Regions from separate parts of the Sus scrofa genome. Here all the other regions are linked to region 3. Evidence: chromatin contacts called from public Hi-C data. All regions are on one chromosome and are shown on one strand. Each heading gives the region's core, a stretch centred on a gene start, on an enhancer-like site or on the middle of the called end of the contact. The rest is flanking DNA. Distances are from core to core; before and after follow the strand shown.

The links. A called contact is a pair of places that touch in the nucleus more often than the background predicts.
Region 1: a Hi-C map of skeletal muscle shows a contact between it and region 3, with 10 times the contacts expected there. The contact joins two enhancer-like sites. A contact is called at or near these places in 3 of 47 Hi-C or Micro-C datasets (psoas muscle and skeletal muscle) and 1 of 2 datasets of contacts at active chromatin or transcription factors (skeletal muscle).
Region 2: a contact with region 3 is called in a Hi-C map of skeletal muscle, with 2.8 times the contacts expected there. The contact joins two enhancer-like sites. A contact is called at or near these places in 2 of 47 Hi-C or Micro-C datasets (heart right ventricle and skeletal muscle).

What each region holds. Positions count from the first base shown.
Region 1 is chr15:128,113,848-128,116,547 of Sscrofa11.1, forward strand. No RefSeq gene overlaps it. Among named protein-coding and RNA genes, the nearest start is that of IRS1, 190 kb to the right of the region's middle. Within about 2 kb of position 1,319, at least 2 of the 83 cell types and tissues checked have an H3K27ac peak or open chromatin away from gene starts, as enhancers often do. A contact at or near this core is called in skeletal muscle, where this site is marked.
Region 2 is chr15:128,054,707-128,057,406 of Sscrofa11.1, forward strand. No RefSeq gene overlaps it. Among named protein-coding and RNA genes, the nearest start is that of IRS1, 250 kb to the right of the region's middle. Within about 2 kb of position 1,380, at least 2 of the 83 cell types and tissues checked have an H3K27ac peak or open chromatin away from gene starts, as enhancers often do. A contact at or near this core is called in skeletal muscle, where this site is marked.
Region 3 is chr15:127,878,623-127,881,322 of Sscrofa11.1, forward strand. No RefSeq gene overlaps it. Among named protein-coding and RNA genes, the nearest start is that of IRS1, 430 kb to the right of the region's middle. Within about 2 kb of position 1,314, at least 3 of the 83 cell types and tissues checked have an H3K27ac peak or open chromatin away from gene starts, as enhancers often do. A contact at or near this core is called in skeletal muscle, where this site is marked.

The DNA of each region.
Region 1 (2,700 bases), core at 69-2,568, 240 kb after region 3:
GCATTTCATTTGTGTTATTTTGGCAGGCGTCGGTTCGATTGTCTTATTAAGTCAGATTAGTTTTACAGTGGAAAGGAAAGCAACACATACATACAGGCAATTTGTGTCTCTTGCTGCTTAAGAGCACTGTGCCTTCCATCATTCAAATGGTTAGCAATTATACAATGAGTCCAATCAATATAGACAGCCGACGCAAGTCAGACATAGCTGATCTTGTATGAATTAATACGTACGTAATGAGCCTTTACCGCTTCTTAGCATGAATTCTGCAGACTCCATCTCTATTTTTCTCTTGTGCCTGGGAGTAGCTTAAAACAGTAGCCAAAAGAAAAACATTAACGGCAAGAAAGCCTTGGTTGGTGGATATTTATTTTGGAGACTATCAGAGAAATAATTTGGTCTGTGGTATTTTCCTTACTACTGTTCAACAGCTCGATCATGCCTGTTGCTTCGAGAGTGTATGTCGCTGATAGTTAAAACCTTGGAATCAGTTGTTCTGGTTCTGGAATCTTTGAGTCTTCGTTTGTCACTCTTTCCTTTCACAATGTGTGTTTCTTCTATGTAATCACTCTTTCAGACACGAGCAAATGGTTGCCATCTTAGGACAAACTCATGAGATCAGAACTGCCTGGAAATATGCTGAAGTGTGTGATCTTATTCCAGAAACTGATGCTTTGTTGAAATTCAATATTGTGTATTTTACCAGCATATATTTAATGTGCATCAATGGAAAGCATTTAAAACAGCAAATTTTAATGCTAATTTATAAGGTGCTATTTCCAGACACTGCTTACAGGATCCTTTTTAAACAATTCTAAATTCCTACTACCACAAACGCTACCAAAAATAATAGTAATATCCCTTACAACATTTTTGAATTTACAAAGCACTTTTATGTGAGATATAAAAACCCTGTGAGACAGATAGTACAAAACATTTTCCAACTAGCAGATGAGGGAATTGAGAACAGGAAGGGTAAAATAACTGGCTTAAAGTTAGTAAGAAGCAGAAATGGAATTCTAGAGTCCAGGCTCTAGAGCAAGAAAATCCAGCATGCTTTATAGCATAAGAGGACCAAATCTGATCTAAAATAGAAAAGCGAAATAGCAACAATAATAATAATAATGTTGACATTTTTCTCATAACTGGGCAAGACTAAAATAGAACATGGGTAACATTTGGAAGTAGCAATTGGGAAGAGATGAGATTCATTTGGAAACCTGAGTAGAGATTTTCTATCTAAAAAAAGCACTGAGACTCATGTAGGGACCTCTTGGTCCTCTCCAGTTTCCATCAGCTGCAAAGGAGCCAGCTACCTGAAAAGTTACCAATAAACCTCTCTTAGTGAGATACACGAGGCCGAGTCCTTCTTTTGACTGTCTTCAGGTGTTGTGATCATCACCCCGGAAACAGGTATGGCTCCCTTCAACTGACCTCGCATAGCCCTATACACTACTGTATTGTATTCAGTTCCCACCCCAACCTTATGGACAGGCCAGAGCACATGCCATTCTCCTCATTTATTCCAGAGGACTCTACAAAAACACCATGTCACTCATCTGTGCACTCAGAGTTATTTAATCATAGGTCGTGGGACCAGAATTGGGGATTGCTCTGTCCAAGACTGATCTGTCTCTACCAAGAGGAGTCTTACTAACCACTGTATCAGTTGGGGTCTGATCAGGAGATAGTTAACTCAAGGCTACTTGAGCAGAGAGAGTTTAGTACAAAAGTGAAGTAGATAAGCAATGACTTCAACCAAAAAATGTATCAATCACCTCTGTCTCGAGACGAGATGTTTATTGGTAACATTACAGGGAGCTGGCTCCTTTGCAGCTATGGAAACTGAGAGACCCAAAAGATGATACTCATATTTTCAAATGAATCTCATCTCCTTGATACTCTTCATCTACCTACATAAATGAACAGCCAGAAAGAGAACACTAAAGTATCACAGAGGTTGCGACCACAGAAAGCAGGGAGGGCTGAGAGAACAAGGTCTGGGATTCTGAAATAAAATTATTAAACTTCTAGGATCTTGGCAAGGAGCCTTATAGAAGGGACCCAGACCTCTGAGGAAAAGTCATGACCCATCAAGCACTCTTATTCCTAAGGCGTAAAGGAGGTTGGTTCCACATTGTTGGAAAACCTGCAAGATGTGCTTACCTGCTGCTATAGGAAAACCTTGCCATTTCTGAAATTAAAAACCATCGCTAAGGTCCCCCTTGCAGGAACTAGAAACATACAAGAAGAAGCATTCCCTTCTTTTTCCTCCAGTCTTGCAACCTCTCTTGGGTATTCCCAGTAAGCAGCACCATGGGGAGCCAGCTAGCAAAGCAGAAAGAAGGCTTGTACAGTCTACCCCAGCACCACTCCATAGAGTTTAAAACTGTGGGTCGAGAGCCAAGAGACCATAGCTAAAATCTGGTAGCATCCTCACCTTTGGATCCCACAGCCATGTACGTCTTCTAGTCTTCTACCGTTGCTAGAACTTCCATACAACAATAAAAGCAACTCTGCATTTCTGCCTGCCAAGATCCACCTGTCTTCCTACAAACAAAATACTCTCATTCTCTTCACCGAATGAGGAGACAGAAAGTCCTGAAAGGCTTTGCCTCCATCTCTGACCCATGTTAATTAACCATCAGTTTCAGTCCAGGTCTTTTCTGGATCTACTTTTACCCAAATGCTAACTTCTAA
Region 2 (2,700 bases), core at 130-2,629, 180 kb after region 3:
GACCTTATATACACATGAGTGCTTGGCTAATCCTACTTATTGACATTGACATTGATGATTTGATCACCAAAGTTCATTGTCATGTGAATCTATCTTGGTTGCCTGAAAGCATCTCATCTGTTATTTCTCAAACACTGCTGTACATCAGAATCACTAAGAGTGCTCATTGAGGTTAATATTCCCTGGTCATACTCAGTAGACCTTCCTGAGGACCAGTGACGTGCATCCTTAATGAGCATCTCAGGTGATTCAGATACAGATGGTGTTGGGATCTGCTTTTGGAAACAGACGCATGAGACTCCATCTAAAAATGCTCGCAAGCAGGTGGCCAGCTACTAGCTACAAGAAAGCTCTTAGTGAAAGTAATGAGATTGATCATCTGTTAAATTTAATGCTCTATTTTAAATGAAAATTACAGAAGCAAACCTAATTGATTTCTATGTGTTAATTAACAGAGGGAAAATAACCAAACTGTCTCTAGTACCACAGTCTACAGACTGGTTTGTACTTAAGGAGAAAATGGCCATTTTAGTAGTATGGTTACATTCTTTGGGGGAGGGAAATTTCCAAGAGTCTGAAGCTTGAAAAAATTACTACCTGTAAAAGTGGATTAGAAATCTCGAAAAGTTGTTCAAATCTGCAAAGTTCTCATATGTCATTCTTCTCATCAGACTAGAAATACCTACTTCGCCAGGAAAAAGAGCAAGTGCATGTAAATTTCTCTGTAGGTACCTGAAAAGTTCATATGGCTAGAAATGACTAAAGCCAAATAACAAAGCTTTTTTTTGTTGTTGTTACCCCCTTACTCAACCCTATTCCCTGCTTATCACAAACTCAGGCACATATAAGTAACTTCATTCTTACCCTCTGATGGTCTTTTAATAATTATTTGATCTGGTGAGATAATTTTGACATTCTTACTCTCTACTCTTATTTAAACTGATAGATAACAAAATCATGTCCTGGATTAAGGATAAATAATTAGTAATGTATTAGGTCATAATGGAAATAGTTAAAGCATACTGTAACATCTTAATGGCAGCATATCACTATTAAGGGTGTAACAAGGTCAAGTAAATTGTCCCAGAGCTTTCCAAAAGTCTGGCTATGCTTGCCTCTTTTTTTTTAATACAAAAAAATGCTGTTTGATCTTTGAAAATGTGTAATCGATGAGAAGCCAAGAAATTTTTAAAAGCCTCATGATACAGAGACTAACTTGCACCAACTTTGGACAAAAATACAACAAACTGATTGCGCCGGACATTGAACATTGATCTGCTAAACAGAGAAACTTCATTTCAATAAAAACCAGAAAGTTTAAAATAGGCCTCTGACTAATAGAAAAGTCAGGAGTATTTTTAGCAAATGGACAGCAGACACGTGTTCAGTGGTTAGAAACACTGCTATCTTTAAGCACGTGTCAACCAGGAATATTGCAAGGTCAATGTCAAACCTTCCTGCAGGAAGAAACTTCTCCCACTGCCAGCCCATCTCTCTAAAATTCTGAATGTGAACTTCACAAAGAAGGAGGAAAATATATACACAGAGATGAGAATACAATACATTTAAAGTTTTCCAAATGCATAGCTAATAAGGAAAGTATTTGGGAGGAGAAAAATAGAGGGTCTTGAAGTATTTGCAAGAAAGATTTACCTTTTTAGTGATCTCTAATTTTTTGCCAATAACATCTCTCCCATCACTGGGATGAGACCTGAATCCCACAGCAGGACCACAATTCTTATCAGGTTGGTCTCTACAGAAACATCTTGTCACCTCTGGTTTTCATACAGTTGGGCAGCAAATAGTGAACACCTAACATTTTAAAGAACTGTGCCAGGCATGTTCAGATTTCCGAAGTTTTTAAGAATAATCCTCAGCCTTAGAAAACTTAGATGTTCTAATAGAAGCAAAGGCAAAATGTGCCAAGTTCCACCATAGTGAAAAAAAAATTCTAACTGGTTATCAGAAGATATGCCTCACATTTGTTTAGAAGATAAGAGAAGTTTTCTTTGGGGAGGTGGCACTGAAGTCAGGTGCACAGAACAGAAGAGAGTCACATCCACAAAGATGAGGAGGAAGACAAGCTGGAAGGAGCCACCTGCTCGAGAAAAGCAGCGTAAGAGGAAAGTGTGCTAAGGTGGTGAGCAGATTTTCTAGGGTAAGGAATGCAAAAATAGAAAGAAAAACTAGTATGGTAGAGAGATTTTAAACAGATTGAGCATCCATCTTCAAAAACAGGCTAAGGTGTTTGGGCTTTAGGAAAGATGCAGAAACGGGAAAGGATAAACAATCCCTGAGCGCTTGTGATGTGCCAGGTACAGAACTGAAGCTGTGCAAAAATTACAATGCTTAGAGTTCCCATATGGCTCAGCAGGTTAAGTATCCCACAATGTCACTGTGTGGCTCAGGCTCTATCCCTGGCCCAGAAACTTCTGCATGTCCCCTGTGTCGCCAACAAAAGTAATTACACCCCTGAACATCCACACAGAATGAGAATCATACTTGAAAATGCTAGCATAGCACTAGGGAAAGTGTGTTGGGAAAGTTTGAGAGCAATGGAATCCATTGCAAGGACACTAAACAAAAGTTTGTTTCAGAAATCAAGGGAGGTTTTATTTAATCGAAGTGGAGTCATTGTGCAGAGGAAAGTGTGGGAATATTTTTTCATGCCATTTTGATACAGTAGATATTTTCACATCA
Region 3 (2,700 bases), core at 64-2,563:
TGTAGGTTCTCTCAAAGGGAGAATTGAATTACAGCTCTGTCACCATCTCAGCTAGATCAATCTACATTTATACATTGATCTCTACATCTAAATATGTAACACCTCACCGTACACAATTAGGATTTACCCCAAGAATTCAATATATTTATTCACGCTAGGAGATATTTTAGTAGAATTCATCAAATTACCAGGTTGGCATTGGGGGAACATATAAGCAAATCAAAAGATGGCAATGGTTTTATTTTGAGGTGCTTTTATGCCTATTCAAAATTTTCAACATGCAAATTTTTTGCAATTGCATAGGAATTTTTTTTTTTTTTTTGGTCTTCTTAGGGCCACACCCCCGGCACATGGAGGTGCCCAGGCTGTGAGTCGAATTGGAGCTGCAGCTGCCAGCCTATACCACAGCCACAGCAACGCCAGATCCAAGCAGTGTCTGTGACCTATACCACAGCTCATGGCAATGCTGGATCCTTAACCCACTGAGCAAGGCCAGGGATTGAACCTGCGTCCTTATGGATGCTAGTCAGATTCTTTTTCACTTAGCCATGACAGGAACTCCAACAATTATTTTGAAAGAAAATTGAGAGACTTCTCTGCTCATTCTATAAATAAATAGCTTTGAGAACCAACTGATTATCATAATCTGACCATATTAAGAGCTTTGGCCAATCAGATCAATCAAGTCTCTCAAGTTTGTACAACTCCGTCATCCTCACCATAGCATGCCTGCCACGGGGCTACTTACATTTGCATCACCTCTGGAGTATCCCATCAGTTAAAGATAATGTGGAATGTTTCCAAGGACCCCCGTGTGGTTTCTTTCCCTCTGAGTGAGAATGGAAAGAGACATCGTAGTATCAAGAAGTCATCACATACTTTGAATAGCCAGGAACTCTAGAACCTGGACAGAGTTTCACACAGAAAATGAAAATACATTATAGATTTAATTTTATGTTCTGGAGTGTAGCAAACAATTTCTTTTAGGATGAGCTTTCTCCAAACACAGCAAGTTAGGAAACTTTCACACATAGAAACCAAGAGGACCCGGAATGCTCAACAAGCTGGGTACAAGCTGAGCCGCAAGAGCAAACTAAGCACATTTAAAAATAACAATAAGGATAATAAAGCTAATAATTATAATCTCCCTGGTGAGATAAAAGGTCACTGTGACCACCAGATTGCCATACCAGCTATTCTGCCTGGCATGATGCTTACTTGGCCCTTGTGCATTGGTAAGTCCAGAGCCAGGCTGCAGGCAGGCACCAGCCCAGGCTTCCATTTGCTTACCCTCCAGCAACTGCCAATGGTTCAGGTTGCAAATTTGTTTATATTTAGAAGAACAGGTGTGCGGCTCAGTTCTAAATCAAGTCAATGCCCTGCTGGTGTCATCTTGTTGCATTTCATGTAGCTGGAATAACTTAATTCGGAAAAGGGCAACACGACTACCCTAAGTAAGGGCTGCACCAAGTGTGGAGGGCTTTTACGTCATGACTTCTCTTCTTTTCAGATTCTGCTCACTGTCCCCTCTTTGAACAAACCTGCAAGGTTTTTTGTTTGTTTGTATGTTTGTTTGTTTGTTTGTTTGGGTACAGGTTGGTGGTTTTCCATGAGAAAAGAAATCAGAAGCCCTGGATTCAAATGAAGTCTCATTAGAAGACTGGATTATCTCTTACCTGTGACCATGGGCTGAAATCACAGGTCTTCAGTGGGCCCCCTCTTTAAAACACCAAGATTGTTGTAAAACTCAAATTCCATCATGAAGCAGAATGTTTCATAAGTGCTAAAGTACTCCAAAGCTGTAAAATATCATGATGCACATGAAAGATCCTTATGACACTAAATATGCTCTAGAAATGTAAACTAGTGGAATGGATGAACGTGTGCTGTGAGCAATGCTGTAAATGTCAGATCCATGACAGAATCCAAGACCAGGTGTTCTTGAAGACAGCAGCTTGGCAGTCATCGCCTTCAATTGTTATTTCTATTAATAATTCTAATGAGGAGTTCCTCTCGTGGCTCACTGGGTTAAGAACCTGACATAGTATCCATGAGGATGCAGGTTCGATGCCTGGCCTTCCTCCATGGATAAAGGGTTCAGCATTCCTGCAAGCTGCAGCTAGGTTGCAGATGCGATTCTGGTCCCGCATTGCTGTAGCTGTGGGGTAGGTCTCAACTGCAGCTCCCATTAGATCTTTAGCCTGGGTACTTCCATATTCCACAGGTGTGGCTGTAAAATGAAAAAAAAGAAAAAAGAAAAAAGAATTCTTATGAAAACATAATGTATAAGGAAGTGAGGACACTTGGTTATAATATAAAGTTATCCTGCTGGTGATGTTATCTCTGATACTTGTCCAGGCTTTCATCTCAGTTCTGTCCAGAGTAATTTGGGACATTGACACACCATCATTTTGTGGCATCCTAAACGAAGTAGGTACCAAGTAGAAGGCTTTTCACTGGAGAGGGGAAAGGAAATTTTGTTTCCTTTTTACTTCTGTTTATGTAGGATTATGTGTTATCAAAATTTATATTGATAAAATAATAAAATATTTTACAGAAAAAAAACCCCTTGCTTTTCCTAAAGTAGTTTTTTCATAAGTACTTATTTAAAAATTTCCTGTCTACCCAGTGCATCTTTGTCCCCATTTTATAGTGGATCTTCCACTAAGTAAGTAAACAAATGCAGATACATGCTTTCCC